Regions from separate parts of the Macaca mulatta genome. Here region 1 is linked to region 2. A link is a contact called in public Hi-C data. All regions are on one chromosome and are shown on one strand. The core of a region is the stretch at or near the end of the contact, and the rest is flanking DNA. Distances in the headings are between cores, read along the strand shown.

Evidence for each region. Hi-C and Micro-C count contacts between places; a contact is called where the count stands out from the background.
Region 1: a Hi-C map of liver shows a contact between it and region 2, with 2.0 times the contacts expected there. The contact joins the promoter of FKBP11 here to the promoter of DDX23 in region 2. A contact is called at or near these places in 4 of 14 Hi-C or Micro-C datasets (CD4 T cells, cortical neurons, fetal cortical plate and 1 more).

Annotation. Positions count from the first base shown.
Region 1 is chr11:56,086,441-56,091,445 of T2T-MMU8v2.0, forward strand. FKBP11 (FKBP prolyl isomerase 11) reads right to left here and starts at 3,468. Exons shown (of 6, transcript XM_077954041.1): 1 at 3,198-3,468; 2 at 2,679-3,071; 3 at 2,466-2,553; 4 at 2,133-2,166; 5 at 1,690-1,760; 6 at 1-103. The coding sequence starts at 3,332.
Region 2 is chr11:56,009,434-56,014,407 of T2T-MMU8v2.0, forward strand. DDX23 (DEAD-box helicase 23) reads right to left here and starts at 1,675. Exons shown (of 17, transcript NM_001260872.1): 1 at 1,587-1,675.

The DNA.
Region 1 (5,005 bases), core at 2,218-4,717, 79 kb after region 2:
ATGGCCATCCCTACCAGAGGCAAAATGCCCTTCACCAGCTTTAGCCAGTAGTTGGCTCGGATTAGTGCAATCAGCTCCACGTCATACTGCACCACTGCATCCGCTAGAGAGGCAGAGGGGTGGAGAGGGTTAGACTCTCAGTGCATTTTATCCAGGGCTCAGAATCTGAATGAAAATAGGGAGGGTAGGCCACAGCAAAGCCAACAACTATGAAGCTGACAAGATTTAAATGTGGGGTTGAATTCCTTTAGACAAGAGTAGAGGAGGATTATGAGCAGAGTTCAGTGATAGTCATGTTGACCCCAACTACACATGTGGCTTGGGTCCAGTGACAAGTCTTTGAATGCAGGAAAACTTTCTGTGAATATGAAATGTAAGACTCTTCTCTATTTGTAAGTGGGAGAACCTTCTATACTAACTACTAACTTATCGTATTTCCAAATAACCACATGGATAGAGTCTTTGCAGGTCTGAAATTAAATGGATTTAAACTAGACTTTAAAAAATCAACCAACCAATGAGCACATTCAACGTGATTATGAGATAACAGGAGTTTCAGCATAAGAACTGAAGAGGAAGAAGGATGAGGATGCTGCTTAAGAAGTAAAGGGGCAGGTGGAACAGAAATGAGTGGGCGGAAGAGGCGCAAATAAGCAGCACTGGGAATGGGGAGGTATAGGGCTTTGGGTAAAAGAGTTTCTCCTTGGTTGCCCTACCCTCCTTCCAGGCCTTCCTCTAAGCTGGAACTAGAATAAAAATTATGAGCCCAGCCAGGCACGGTGGCTCATGCCTGTAATCCCGGCACTTTGGGAAGCCAAGGCAGGCGGATCACCTGAGGTTGAGAGTTTGAGACCAGTCTGACCAACATGGAGAAGCCCCATCTCTACTAAAAATACAAAATTAGCTGGGCGTGGTGGCACACGCCTATAATCCCAGCTACTCGGGAGGCTGAGGCAGGAGAATCGCTTGAACCTAGGAGGCAGAGGTTGTGGCGAGTGAAGATTGCGCCACTGCACTCCAGCCTGGGCAACAAGAATGAAACTCCGTCTCAAAAAAAAAAAAAAAAGAAGAAGAAGAAGAAGAATTACGAGCCCAATACTCTGTGAAGTACAACACATTTTAGCTAATAGAACATTTGTTAGAACTGAAAGCAAAAGATACGCATTTTGGGAAATCTGTCCATCTCAACCCTTCAAAAATAGACATCGGCAGTGACCTATGATGGCTTTTAAAGTTATGGGGTAGACTTGGCTTTAACAGTTGCTTTTTGTTTTGTTTTGAATTACTTGACTGTGATTATTTTTACTATCTCTTCCCTGATGGAGGCTGAAAGGAAGCGGGGTGGGGGGGGGGCGGCTGTACAACTGACACAGCGTAGAGTTGTAGAAAAGGGCAGGAAAGAAGCCCAGTGTTCTGGGAAAGGTGGTGGCACAGGCAGTTCTCTTCCCTAACAAGTTACTGGCTGCTAGAGGTCACACCAGGTGGCCTCATCAGGTTATTTGTCTTTAGTCCCTGTTGGTGATATGAGGAAGAAAAAAGTGGCCCTGGAGATGGAGGCGCCAGCCACTCCTGTCTGTCTAAACAAACTTGGTCTGGACCTTCTCAAGCATTAGACAAAGTATATAGCTCCTTACAGCTCTTAGGGACTGGGTATTTCGATGGCCTGAGAGACAGGCCTAGTCAGATTACCTGGGACAGATGGTGGAAATCCTCGTTTTCCATAGGCCAAGTGAGAAGGAATGATTGCCCTTCGCTTCTCTCTGAGGGAAGGAATGTCAGTCACAGCCAGAGGCAGGAGAGGTAGGCCAGCAGCCTCAGTCCAGCTGAAGCTCCTCCAGCAAAACCCTCTGGATCTTCACACCCAAAACACGAACTTTTCCACCTGAACACCAAACAGGCTGGCCAGCAAAGGTGTCCATCTCCCCATGTGCCTCAACTCCCCAACAAAAGCAACAGCGCAAGAAGCACAGAGGCTTTGGATGCCCTCAGGGTTCCCACTGACCTGGACCTGTCCAGTGGGAAGCAGGGTCCTTTATTCCACATTCTCCTGCTTCTTAAGGAGCGAGGATGGCAGAGAAAACCTCTTCCCATGCAAAGAGGGTACCCAGGCCCACCCCTGCCCAGATACTCACCCCACACACATGTCTAGAAGACTCTGCTCCAGACCTTGAGGAAGAAGACACAACTGAACTGGAAGCTATCCACCTCCCCCAAATCCCATGACATGAACACCAAAGTCTTCCTCCTCCATCCTCAATAGGCCTTGCCCCCACTTCTTAAATCTCTGGCTTCCAATTGGGACAAGTGGAGTATTAGAAGTGAGGTTTGAACCTCAGAAGGTAACTGGTAGAGCCCTAGGGTCTTACTCATTTCAGGGGGGAATTTCCAGGGCAGCTTTGGAGCTGAAGAGGCTAAGAAAGGGCTTAGGTTGTGAAGAGGTAGAATGGGAGGCACAGGTCACATACCTGGAATCACCTGCTTTTGGCCAAGTTCTATAACCAGAGGGTCTCTGGTCAGGGAGGTGTCAATAATACGTCCATCTACCAAGCTTCCCTGGGGGGAGAGAGCATCAAGAGCATACACCTACCACCCTCTCCCTCCCAGCAGGCGCGCAACACACACCTGGACCGCTGGGCGGCGGCAGCCCCCTTACAGCGGCAGCCTAGCCTTCCCCTTACCGCTGTAAGGAACAGGAAGCCCCAGAGGGCTGGCGCTTCTCGGAGATCTCTCCACCCTGCACTTCTCCGTGCCAGGTAGGAACTGGCAGAAAAGCAAGGAGGAAAAAGAGGCACGGAAGAGCAACGCCTCTCCCCTCGCCATGTGCTCGACAACCCCAGAGCCCCGAGTTTCTTCTCCCGAACCGCTTGCCACGTGTCCAAGCCAAAGCTGACGTGTTTCAGCAGGGCGCCACCCCCTCCCAGGCCCCGCCCCGGCCCCCGAGACCCCTCACCGTGTAGTGTATGTGGAGCGTGTCTCCAAAAGCAGCTGGCTCGGCACATGGTTCGAGGGGCTCCACCTACGATCGGACTACAGGGGTCACGGATGCTCTTCCAAAGATCCCGTTCTCGCTCCTAGACCCAGCACCACCCCCAACTCAGTTCCCGTACTTCCTTCCCGGCTCCCAGATTCGTTGAGATCCCTGTGTTACCCCACAAGGCTCGGTCCACGGGTGCTGAGGTTAGGGACTATCTCCTCACCAGGGTCTCCACTTGGAGGGTCCGGACGGGACTTTCAGTTTCGAACCCAGCCTCAGCCTGGCACACTGCCGCACTGAGCAGCAGCAGCAGCAGCAGCAGCAGATGGAGCGGGAGGAGTGAGGGGCGCAGGGCCATGACTGGGCGCGGGGCAGGGAGCCGGGGCACCAGGACAGGCTGTTCGGGTGGCGGCGGCTAGGACAGCGTTCCCGCAGCGCTCAGGCCAGACTGGACGGGACGGGGCGGGTCGCGATGCTAGAGCTCCTCCTCCTGCAGCCCTTCCTCCACCTTGTCCCCACCTCCGAAAGGGAGGAGGCCGAGGGGCGCCCTCTGTACCCTCCAAGATCCGGAGGGCGCAGGTTCTGACCCGTTCATTAGACGTTCTGTCCTATAATGTGGGTTGGGCCAAATAATAGCACCCATTTACGATTACCTACTGTGTGTCAGGTGCTAGTCTCTAATCCTCAAAACCAACCTAAAAGGTCAGCATAATTGTTTCCATTTTACAGATAAGGCACAGGGTGCTCAGGATGTGCCCAAGGTCATCAGGCTAGGTGGTGATACAGACAGGATTCAAACCCAGAACTGCCTGAGTCCAACGTGGTTGCTGTCTGCTCTTTCCTCTAAGTTACGTCTCCTTGTGGCTATCCTGGCAGTGTCTGGCTGGCCCACCCCACCCAGGCAGTTGTCTCATTCCTCTCCGACCTCCAACTACTTCAGCCTGAATTTCTGGAGGTTATAGATCCAAATATCCGAAAGAGGGCAGGGAGCTGTCCTATCCCTATCCTTTGAAAAGCTAGCTGAAAAGAGCAAGGCGCTGTTTTCCTGTAAGAACAGGGTAAACCCCTGACCTTTTCCTCTGGTGCTACTACTTCCTTTCTCCTTTCATCAACAAACTTCTCAAAGGACAGCACACATAACCCCTTTATGTTTGTGTAAAGACGTCACTTTTTTTTTTTTTTTTGAAACGGAGTCTCGCTCTGTCCCCGAGGCTGGAGTGCAGTGGCACGATCTCGGCTCACTGCAAGCTCCGCCTCCTGGGTTCATGCCATTCTCCTGCCTCAGTCTCCCGAGTAGCTGGGACTATAGGCGCCCACCACCACGCCCGGCTAATCTGGTATTTTTATAGAGAGGGGATTTCACCATGTTAGCCAGGATGGTCTCGATCTCCTGACCTCGTGATCCGCCCACCTCGGCCTCCCAAAGTGCTGAGATTACAGGTGTGAGCCACTGTGCCCAGCCGACTTCACTTTTTTTTTTTTTTTTTTTAGACGGAGTCTCACTCTGTGGCCCAGGCTGGAGTGCAGTGGAGCAATTTCCACTCACTGCAACCACCGCCTCCCAGGTTCAAGCGATTCTCCTGCCTCAGCCTCCCAAGTAGCTGGGATCACAGGCGCCCGCCACCATGCCTGGCTAATTTTTGTATTTTTAGTAGATAAGGGTTTCACCATGTTGGCCAGGCTGGTCTCAAACTCCTGATCTTGGTGATCCGCCTGCCTCGGTCTCTCAAAGGGCTGGGATTACAGGCGTGAGCCACCACGCCTGGCCAGACTTCACTTTTTTTTTTTAGGAGGAGGAGTTTTGCTCTTGCTGCCCAGGCTGGAGTGCAATGGTGCGATCTCGGCTCATCACAACCTCTAACTCCCGGGTTCAAGCAATTCTCCTGCCTCAGCCTCCCGAACAGCTGGGATTACAGGCATGCGCCACCACGCCTGGCTAATTTTGTATTTTTAGTAAAGACAGGGTTTCTCCACGTCGGTCAGGCTGGTCTCAAATTCCCAACCTCAGGTGATCTACCCGCCTCAGCCTTC
Region 2 (4,974 bases), core at 425-2,924:
GTTAAATGTGAGATGTCAGTAAGACAACCAAGTGGAGATTCCCAGAAGGCAAGTAGAAATGCAAATCTGGAACTTAGGGAAGAGGGTCAATAGACAAAAACCTGAGTCACCAATACACAGATAGCTTTTAAAGCCATGGGACACTAAATGATATTACCTAAGTAGGCAGCATAGTGAAAGAAAAAAATAGAGAAGCAGCTCCAGGATTGAGCTCTGGAACACTTTAACAGGAGTTAGCCACGGGATGAACCACAGAAAAAGAATGGAAAGAACCAGCAGCCAGTGAGAAAGGACAAAGAAAAGTATGGCAACGAAGAAGCCAAAAACATGTTTCAAGGAGGGAGGGGTCAACGGAATCAAGTACCAGCGAAGTGGAGAGGGAATAAGGGACAGAGAAGCAACCACTGAATTTGGAAAAATGGAGATTACTGGTGACCTTAACAAGAGCTGTTTCAGTAGCATTGAGGGAATGGAAGCCCAAGTGGAATGAGTTTGGAAGAGAATGAAAAATGAGGAGACAGTAAATATAGGCAACTTTTATCACAGGTTCTATTATCACAAGGGCCAAATAACCAGGCTGACTCTGGCCATGCTTCCCAGCAGCCTTCTCTCAAACCTCCAGATCTTCAGGTCCTCAGTTCTTGCAGGGCAGGGGCACATTCTTTTTTTTCATTCAATGACGTATTTACCAAGCATCTACTGTATGCAAGGCACAGTGCTAGGTGCTATGTGAGTCACAAAAACAAATTCTGTTCACAGGAAATTTTTAGAACAACAGGGGTTATCAGGCCGGACGCGGTGGCTCACACCTGTAATCCTAACACTCTACTAAAAATACAAAAAATTAGCAGGGCGTGGCGACGTACGCCTGTAATCCCAGCTACTCGGGAGGCTGAGACAGGAGAATCGCTTGAACTCGGGAGGCGGAGGTTGCAGTGAGCAGAGATCGCGCCATTGCACTCCAGCCTGGGCGACAGAGCGAGACTCCGTCTCAAAAAAAATAAAGAACAATAGGGGGTATGAGACACATATCAAGAAGAGTATCAAGGCTCAGATGTAGTAATACAGGTGTTCAAAGGCGTTTCCTTTCACTTGTAAAAGGTGACGTGGAAGGCTTGGTAGAGGAAGTGACGCTTGAGCCTTTAAGTATAAGTAGAATTTGAAGATATGTAATTAAGGACGCGGAAAAGAAGTCATTCCCGGCAAAAGAAATAATAGAGGCGGAGCAGAGGCGGGAAAACATGGACTGATTGCGAGAGAAAAGCCTGAGTTCCAGTTTGGCTGCAGCAAAGGCTACTTGAAGCATGAAAGAATAAGGTCAGACTGGGGGTATCAGAGGCGCTGCGCCCATGGGCAGAGTCCTGGGAGGAAAATATCGTGCAGGGACGTGGCCTGTGCTCGGAGGAGCCAACACTACCCCTGGGGCCTGCGCCCCTTCACTCCTGCCCGCCCGAGCTTCCCGGGTTCATGCCCCTTTTCTGAGGCGTTCTTTCCCGCCTCGTCCAGGAGGCAGGGGCCACCGCTGTGCCCCGACTCTCGCCCTCTCTTTAAGCTCGTGGGAACCGCCCCCACCGCCCGGGACTCACCACCCTGAGTCTGAACCGCCCAACGCGGCCTCAACGTCGAGGAGCCGTCGCCATCTTTCCCGTTTCCTGGTCGCGGCGATGAACCCCCCGGCCGCAAGGCAAGCTGGGAAGGCGAGTTCCTGGAGCTGGGCGCACAGGCCGACACTGAGGCCCGGGAACTACCAATCCCAGAATGCACGGCTTGAGCGCCGGCCCTAGGCTGCGGGGTCTGCCGGGCAATGTGGTTTGCCAGACTTTAGCGTCCGGGAAGGAAGAGTTTTTCGCGAATAGGCTTCCGGCATTAGGTTCTCCCGCCGAGCATCCTTCTTGGAATTGGCTGGTCTTCCTAGAAACTACAGTCGATGACAGTCGTTGCCCGTGGCTTACAGTGGAGGAATTTAAGGGCATCCTGAGATATCTGTAGCATGTAATTATAGCTAACAACTGCAGTAACAACAATAAATACCATTCGTGGAAAAGCGGTTTTTATAACAATTCTGTGAGAATGGGGTTAGTCCCATTTTACAGTTGGACAAACTAAAGATTAGGTTACAGGAGTAGGTTCACAAGGAGGGTGTTGCAATTCTCCATTGTGTGTGGAACTATCCCAGGCTTAGGAGGACCTTTTAGCAACCTTGGCCCCTGCAGCCGGGTGAATGCCGTAACAACCCCCAGTTTTTTTTTGTTTTTTTTTTTTTTTTTGAGACGGAGTCTGGCTCTGTCACCCAGGCTGGAGTGCAGTGTCGCGATCTCGGCTCACTGCAAGCTCCGCCTCCCGGGTTTACGCCATTCTCCTGCCTCAGCCTCCCGAGTAGCTGGGACTACAGGCGCCCGCCACCTCGCCCGGCTAGTTTTTTGTATTTTTTAGTAGAGACGGGGTTTCACCGTGTTAGCCAGGATGGTCTCGATCTCCTGACCTCGTGATCCGCCCGTCTAGGCCTCCCAAAGTGCTGGGATTACAGGCTTGAGCCACCGCGCCCGGCCCAACCCCCAGTTATTGTTACAGCTCCAAATGAGCCCACACAATGGACTCTAAAGTCATCCCGGAAGGATGGTATCTCCTGGGCTCTAGCACCTGTTTTCTCAACATTCCAGATAGAACCCTGGTTTCCTCAATTTTTTTCCCTTTGGAATGTGACCAATTGTTGAGCTGTCTTGGTATTTTTGCTTCTTTCTTCCCCCAGATTCCCCTACTTTAGTCTTCCACTGAGTTTTGTTGTTGTTTTAACCCCAAATCGTAAGTTAACTTTGTGTTTCTCTTTGTTCTTATGGGTTCATAACTCTTTCCCTCAAAACAAAACAAAACACTGCAATTGCGGAAACGGTTTAGATAACCGGAAGTATCTTGGACCTCCCTTCCCATTTTCCCAGCAGCAGGTTTGTTGCTTGAATTCCACATGGCTGTAGGTCTGGCTTTTCTCTCCGAATATGCCTTAAGCTCTCAAGCAGAGCCTCAGGATAGACCCAAGTAATCCTAAAGCCCTGAGCATCATGCACACTGGCCCGAAGTAACCCTTGGAGACATACACTTCTCTTAGAACCTGCAGCCTTTCACCTCCCTGCTTCTACTCCAGAGAGAACGGAAGGGAAAGAAGAGAGCTCTGAGATCTGTTAGGTGTAAGTCACCACGAAAGCACGAGAGGGCGCTCGACTCACAGATTCACAGATTCAACTAAAAATCAGACCAACCATGGTAGGCCAGAATCTTCAAAAACTGCAGCCACTTTTTGTTGAGAATCTTCTAAGTGCTCAACTCTGGGCTGGACACTTAACCTACCTTATTTGTTTTACTTAGTTCTCATAGCAGTATGAGATGAGTGCTATCTCCATTTTACTGCTAAGGAGATTGCGGCCCAGAAAGAGTAATTATGCCTTCAAAGGCCACATAATTAAAAGAATGGGCCGGGTGAGGTGGCTCACGCTTGTATCTCAGCACTTTGGGAGGCCAAGGCAGGAGGACCGCTTGAGCCCAGGAGGTCGAGGTTGCTCGTGAGCAACTGCACTACAGCCTGGGTGACAGAGCAAAACCCTGACTGGAAAAAAAAAAAAAAGAAAGAAAGAAAAAAGAAAAGAATGGAGCCAAAATTCAGGTTCATTTAACTTCAGAGTCCATTACCTTTCCCCATTTTCAGACTGCCATCTTAACTCTCTTTAAAGATGAGTAAACTGAGCTCCTGGAGGGTGATAAAGCTTGTCCCAGTTCATAGTGGCAGAGTTCCTCTAGTACTTGTGCACACCTCTCATGACACATGTAGGGCTTCAAGGATACTTGTTATTTGTCTTGCCCCACTAGTTTTCTCACAAACGTGCATCTTTGTTTTCTTATTTGTTTGTATTTTTATTTTATTTTATTTTATTTATTTATTTTTGAGATGGAGTCTCGCTCTGTCACCAGGCTGGAGTGCAGTGGTGCAATCTCGGCTCAATGCAATCTCCAACTCCCTGGTTCAAGCGATTCTCCTGCCTCAACCTCCCAAGTAGCTGGGATTACAGGCATGTGCCACCACGCCCAGCTAATTTTTGTATTTTCAGTAGGGAAGGGGTTTCATCATGTTGGCCAGGATGGTCTCGATCTCCTGACCTCGTGATGCACCTGCCTCAGCCTCCCAAAGTGCTGGGATTACAGGCGTGAGCCACCGCGCCCAGCTTATTTACTCATTTATTTTTGAGACAGGATTTCACTTTGTTGCCCAGGTTGAAGTGGAGTGGCACAAATAGCTCACTGCAGCCCTGACTTGGGCTCAAGCGATCCTCCTGCCTCATCCTCCCAAGTAGCTGGGACCACAGGTGCACCCCATCACGCCTGGCTAATCGTTTTATTTTCTGTAGAGACAGGGTCTTGCAATGTTGTCCAGTCTGATCTCAAACTCCTGGCCTCAAGCAATCTGCCCGGCTTATCCTCCCAAAGTGCTGGAACTACAGGCATCAGTCACTGCACCCAAACCATCATCTTTGGAGATGGAGACAGAGGAATGGTGTTCTAGTAAGAACCATAACTGGAGATACCTATTTAGGTACAACATGCCTACCAGTAAGGGGTCCATAGGATTTTGGTTAACAGTGAGATCTGGTTTGAATCTTGGCTCAATTACTTACTAGTACTGTGATCTTGTGCAAATTATGTGGCATCTCTGGCTTTTCTCTTTCCTCATTTACAAAACAGAGATAGTACCACTTCCCTCACAGGACAGGACAGCAGAGCAGGTTAGAGTGCATGATGTGCAGCCAGATTGCCTGGATTTGTATCCATGTTCAGCCACTTTCTAGCTGTGTGACCTTGTGCACATTACCTAATCTCTCTGAACCTCGGTCTTCTTTTTCTGTAAAATGAAGTAGATAGTGGCCGGGCACCGTGGCTCACGCCTGTAATCCCAGCACTTTGGGAGGCTGAGGTGGGTGGATCACCTGA